Regions from separate parts of the Nomascus leucogenys genome. Here region 2 is linked to region 1. A link is a contact called in public Hi-C data. All regions are on one chromosome and are shown on one strand. Each heading gives the region's core, a stretch centred on a gene start, on an enhancer-like site or on the middle of the called end of the contact. The rest is flanking DNA. Distances are from core to core; before and after follow the strand shown.

What was found. A called contact is a pair of places that touch in the nucleus more often than the background predicts.
Region 2: a contact with region 1 is called in a Hi-C map of a lymphoblastoid cell line, with 3 times the contacts expected there. The contact joins the enhancer-like site here to the promoter of SSBP3 in region 1. A contact is called at or near these places in 2 of 4 Hi-C or Micro-C datasets (both in a lymphoblastoid cell line).

What each region holds. Positions count from the first base shown.
Region 1 is chr5:47,719,684-47,722,529 of Asia_NLE_v1, reverse strand. SSBP3 (single-stranded DNA-binding protein 3) reads left to right here and starts at 1,427. Exons shown (of 18, transcript XM_030813023.1): 1 at 1,427-1,857. The coding sequence starts at 1,802.
Region 2 is chr5:47,776,694-47,779,539 of Asia_NLE_v1, reverse strand. No RefSeq gene overlaps it. Among named protein-coding and RNA genes, the nearest start is that of ACOT11, 53 kb to the left of the region's middle. Within about 2 kb of position 1,484, the one cell type or tissue checked has an H3K27ac peak away from gene starts, as active enhancers do. A contact at or near this core is called in a lymphoblastoid cell line, where this site is marked.

The sequences.
Region 1 (2,846 bases), core at 178-2,677:
GAGGCATGTTAGGGGGAGGGGCGTTACTTGTTTATTGGAACAGCGCAGTTAAAAAAAAAAAAAAAAAAATCAACCTAGGCTAACAGTTTCAAGGCTCCCCTAAAGATGTATCCAAACAGGCAGCCAATCAGCGCTTACACAGCTTTTTCTGCTTGACTCTTTTAAAGAGACAGTGCCGACAATGTTTTAACACATTTAAAGAGATCCGCTCTCTAAAAACAGTCTGAAAATGGGGGAGCCTTCCCCTATTTCGCCGGTATCTGGTCTTAAGAGTCTCTAATGAGGGGCACGCAGTGTGTCTTCTGGGTTCTTGGCGTGGGCAGAAAGGAGTCAGCAGCAAATAGCTGGGTCACTCTGCCAGCCCCCCCTCAATTTCCCATTGTACACCTGGGTCACTGACAATGGAAGCTTCCCCTCCCCCTACGCCTGACTCTCGTCCCCCAACTCCCCAGTTTAGCTCCATTTATTTGAAGTTTGCAGATTTCTGTGGCGCGCATTCCGCGTCGCGGGCCGCCCAGGTGACGCCCCCCCATCCCCGAGTGGCACCCTTTCCCGTGGAGAAGCCGAGGGGCTAACTTGCCAGGACTGGCAAACCTTGGAAATTTGGGAGAAATCACTCTCCCTCGTCTTAGTTCAAGTCCCCTGTCCCCAGCCCCCCCGGCTCCCCAAAGCACGCCAAGGGCCATTTTCGCGCGGCTCCACTTTGGGGTTTTCCAAAGTATTTTAATGATCTAGTAAAGGAGCAGCCGCGCGCCTCGGCGCCGGCTCGAGCCGCCCAGCTCTCAGCGTGGAGCCCCGGGCCCGGCGCTTGGAAGCCAGACCGGGCGAGAGTGAGGCCCGAGGGCGGGGCGGGTTGGGGGCCGGGCTGGAGTCTGGGGAGGGGGTCGGGGTCGGAGCCTAGGGGGAGGACAACCGAGAGGGGAGGGCGAGATAAGGGCTGGGCTGGCGCGGGCCGCGGCGGGGGGCGGGGGGGAGCTGAGGGGCAGATAAGAGAGAGGGACGTGGCGGGAGGGAGCGAGCGGCGACCGCTTGGGGGTCTGCGCCCCCTCCCATCGGACGCTGCCGCAGCGCCCCCCAGCCCCTAGTGGTCCCCGCCGCGGGGAGCGCCGGTCAGATCCCCCTTTTCGCTGGGGCGAGGAAACCAGGGTGCCCCCAGCCCGATCCACGTCGCCCCCCGCCCCGGGGACAGAAAGAGAGGCTCGCGCCCCCGAACGCCCCCAGTTCGCCCGCAGGAGCAGGCAGCGGCTCCGCGGAGGCGGCCGCAGCGGGGACTGCCGCGGCCGGCGCTGTCAGGGCGTCCCACTCGGCCGGCCCGGGCCCGCCCCCGCGTGCGCCGATTGGCCGAGGCGACCATCCATCGCGGGACGTTGCCGCCCGCCTCGCTCCCTCGCCCGGGTAGCCACGTTCGGTTGAGCTCCAAGTAGACCAGCGGCGGCGGCGGCGACAGCGGTGCTGGAGGCGCAGAGGGCGGCGCAGGCGGAGCCGGGCGGGCGCGCGAGCGAGCGGAGAGAGGGCGGCCGTGCGGGCGGCGGCGGCGGCGGCACCCCAGGCCGAGCCGGCGCGGAAGGAGTTCCAGGGCGATGGGGCCGCGGCCGGGGCTGACGCTTTGACAGCTGGAAAGAGCGCGGAGCCAGCGCCTGGGGGGGAGGGAGGGGAGCGCGGCGAGGAGAGCGCCAGCGAGCGAGAGAGCGAGCGAGCGCCGGGGAGGGGGCCGGGAGCGAGGGGCAGCTCGGGAGAGCCGGAGCGGTAGCGGCGGCGGCGGCGGCGGCGGCGAGGCTCGGCGCCCTCTTCCCTGTAAACCATGTTTGCCAAAGGCAAAGGCTCGGCGGTGCCCTCGGACGGGCAGGCTCGGGAAAAGTAAGCCCTATTTTGCAAGTGGCGGCCGCGCCGCCGCCGGGCTGCGGGCGGGCGGTGGGAGGCAGGTGGGCGGGCGGGCGGGGGCCGGAGGCTGCTGCGCCCTCGGGTCCCCGGGTCCAGGCGCCGCCTGCCTGGCCCCTTCCCCGAGGCCGCGGCGGGCGGCGTGGGAGAGCCCATTGTTGGGAGCTGGCGGAGGTTGAGCGATCGGGGAAGGGGCGGCGGGGGGAGCCGCCGGAGGGGGTACTTGGTGGCCGTGGCGCGGGCCGGGCGCGGGGGCCCGCGGTGAGTGGTGGGTGAGGTCCCGCCAGCGAGCTTGAACGCTCTCCCCAGCCGGGCGCTCGCCGCGGTGGCCGCACTTTGCCCACCGGGCGCGGGCAGGGGGCGCGTGGCTTCTGCAGCCCCGAAGCCGCCTTTTGTCCGCCCGCGGCGTGAGGAGTGCGTGCCGGGGGCTTTGTTCGGCCGGGAGCGCTCTCCCTTCCCTGCCCTCGGCTTCGTCACCGGCTCCGCGTCCTCGGACGCCGGGCTGGGCAGGGACGGTGACGCCGGCTTGGCCCCAGGCTTGGGGCACAGTTGTTTGGGGGGAGGTGACGAGGGTGGCGCTTTGCTGCCCTCTCCAGAGCGCGCCAAGCACCCGGAGTCCAGAGTCGAGTCTCCTCGGACCTGCAAAGCTGGCGAGAGCGTAGCAAGGAATGGGTCGGGAAAGGCAAGGTGGCTGTGGGGTCGAGTGGCTCGCGAGTTTGAGGACCCTAGGTGGGTTTGCCCGCGACGCCACTTGCAAGTTCAAGTTTGGGGGCTGCTCTCCATCCCTCACTGCTTGAGGTAACGCGATCCCTGGTCCCCACCCCCTAACTGTTCGCACCTGGCGGCCCTGTTTGGGGTGAGCTAGCTGCTCACCTCTGGTCGGGGCCACAATGGGACGGCGCAGACAGGGCTCAAAGCCTGCCGGCAAGGTCCTGGAGAGCGCCGGTGGGATCTGACGCCTTTTCCTC
Region 2 (2,846 bases), core at 235-2,734, 57 kb before region 1:
TGAGTGTGTATATCCTGTGTGGAGAGAGGGAGAGGGAAAGAGAACAGAGCCTGAGAGTGTGTGTGTGTTGTGTGCGTGTGGAGAGAGAGGGTGACAGGGAGAGGGAAAGAGAACAGAGCCTGGGAGTGTGTGTGTGTGTGGCTGTGTGCAAGAGAGAGACTGGCGTGTGTGGGGTGTGTGTGTGTGTGTGTGTGTTTGGCGCTTCAGCAGCAAGCTGTACCTTAAAGGGACAGACCCTGCCTCTGCCTGCTCCCCTCTACCATCCCCCACCCCCAGCAGCACCTCCAGCCACCCTCAGCTGGGAACCCGAGCAGAGCCTGTCCCCAGCGACTCCAGCCAGAGGGCAGAGAAGCCAGCCCAGACCTCTCAGAACCACCACCTCCATAGCCAAGGCTCTGAGAACTCAGAAATGGGTCCTCCAGGAGGAGGAAATAGAAAGGGGCTCTACTCCCCAGGAAAGCCGGGCCTCCCCTGAGAACTGGGGGCCGGGGAGAGAGGAGGCCCAGCACTGGGGCAAAACTGTCTGGTTGGGACCCTGGCTGTCCGCTTACTAGGGTTAGGGTGGGTGGAGGGAGGCTGGCAACAGGGCCACAGCGCTGTACCAGTCACTGATGGAGACCAGAAGGGTGTGGGCAGTGGGAGAACAGCCACCGGGGCCTCCTCGCAGACAGGAAGCCCCTGCCTCGAGTCTGCGCTCAGGCAGTCAGTCTCCTTGCCATCTTGGCAGCTGGCGCCTGCAGACCGGAGCGCAGGGGTGTTTTCTTCCCACGGCAACTGCCCCTCCCCCACGCCCAAACCCGGTTTCGGCTCCAAGGCAGGAGGTGATGGTGGGGTGCTGTGAGGTTCAAACCGGGTTTCTCACCCCGCCCCTGCCTCCCATGCGCTGTGTGACCCACACGGTCCGCTGCGGCCCCATCTGTACAATGGAGGTGGTGGGTACAGAGACTCTGCCCGCTCTTACAACTGACATTCCCCGGTTCAGGATACAACAGTGGATGTCATCTGTGGAAAAAATTAAGTCTTCACCTGGGAAGAGGGTGAAAAATTACGTAGCCCTGAGTCCTCCCCGCCCAGTCCCAGAGCCACAAAAAGTAGTGTGTGCTGGGAATGTCCTTGGAAACCTGGTCCAACCCCTCCATTCACAGTCGGGGAAACTGAGGCTAAAAGGTGGTGAGTTGCCCAAAATGCTCAGGGAATCAGAGCCTAAACCGGGACTGGCCCCTGAGTGTCCTGGCCCCTGAATGTCCTGGCCCCTGAATGTCCTGGCCCCAGCCCTTTGCTCTGCGGCGGGCCCGGATCGCGGAGGGAGCAGCCGGAGGCGCTCTGCTGGGAGGAGGCGGAGGAGCCGGGGGCGCGCCCCGACCCCGCGGGCCCCTTCCGGCCCCTCCCCCAGCCCGCGCACCGTCCCGCCACCTGCTCCCCCTGCGCCGGGGCGGGGCTGCCCCCCCCTCCGCGTCCCCATGGCAACGCGCGGCCCCGGCCTGCCGGCCCTGCCTCCCCGCCCCTGCGCAGCCCATCTGGCCCCAAGCCCACCCCAGCTGGGCCACCCGCGGCCGGTCCCGCCAGGGGCCCTCACAGCCCCGCAGCGGCCAGAAACCCGGAAGGGCAGCGCCAGGCGTCGAGCGCCTTTCCTAGCCAAGGCCGGCTGCTGGCCGCAGGATGTGGGGCAGAAGTCACTCAACCCTCCGCGATCTCACATTCTCGCCCTGGAGGCAGAGAGACCCCCAAATCCCCAGTTACTGCGGCAGGAGACAGCATGTTGGAATTAGAAGCCAGCTTTCTGGAGGCAGCTGGCCTGGGTTCCAGTCCCCAAACAGTGTGACTGCAAGCATTCCCCTTAACCTGTTACCTGTCGGAAAAATGCAGGTGATCATAGAACCTGCCTCAGAGAATGCCTATGAGGAGGAATAAATGGGTCAATAAAGAAAAATGCATGGAGTTAGCAATCCATCAATGTCAGCTATTGTTACTACTGCAGGGGCAAGTGTTGCAAGAGGGAGAAGTGGAGGGCCCTAACCTAGGGCAGTAAGGGAGGCTGGCTGGAATCTTAGGAAGTAGCAGTGACCGAGGAAGCCAAGGTGAAGAGGGAAGAGCATCAGCAAAGGCACAAAGGTGGAAAATAGTATGGGAGGGTAGGTGGGTGGGGAGGGAGACTGGCAAAGCCCCTGAGTGTTGCTGGGGAGTGTAGAAGAACTGGGCTTTTAGAAGGTGAGCCCTGGGACAAGAGCCATGGATGGTTTTGAACAGAGGTGTGACGTGGCCTCTTCCTTTCCCAGAGACCACTCTAGCTGCCATATGGGGAATGGCTTGGAAGGACCAGTGATCTTTCTGAAAGATGATAAGGCCTCAACAAGGGCAGGTGCAAAGTCACTGGAAGGTGGGGACAGAATCAGGAGCTCTTAAGGAAGTAACATGGCAGAATGGTGACCTATGGATTGGATGTGGCAATGGATAAGAACGCTCAGGTGCTCGGCTTGGGCACTGGAGGGGTGGCAGGCCTGGAAAAGGGGCAAGTCTGGGGTGGGAAGGAAGATGAGGAATTATATGTGTATAGCAAGTGTTGGAGGTGCTGTCCAGCTGAGAAGACTTCTGTCCTCCAAAAGAGGAGGACCAGTCTTCCGATTGAATTCTAAGTATCCTTTCCCTGGGGTCCAAGTGGAATCTGCCCAAAAGAAATTCAGGAGTTCTGACACAAACTCTATGTGTGCCATTGTGTTTCTGAGCTTTTGGGGGTTTTAGATGGCTGTTTTGGAGTCAGAGAGGGGCAGGAGGATACAAGGAGATAATATATACAAGGAGGTCGTTAACCTGTGTGAGGTCTTAGGCAAGTCTTCTCACCGAGCCTC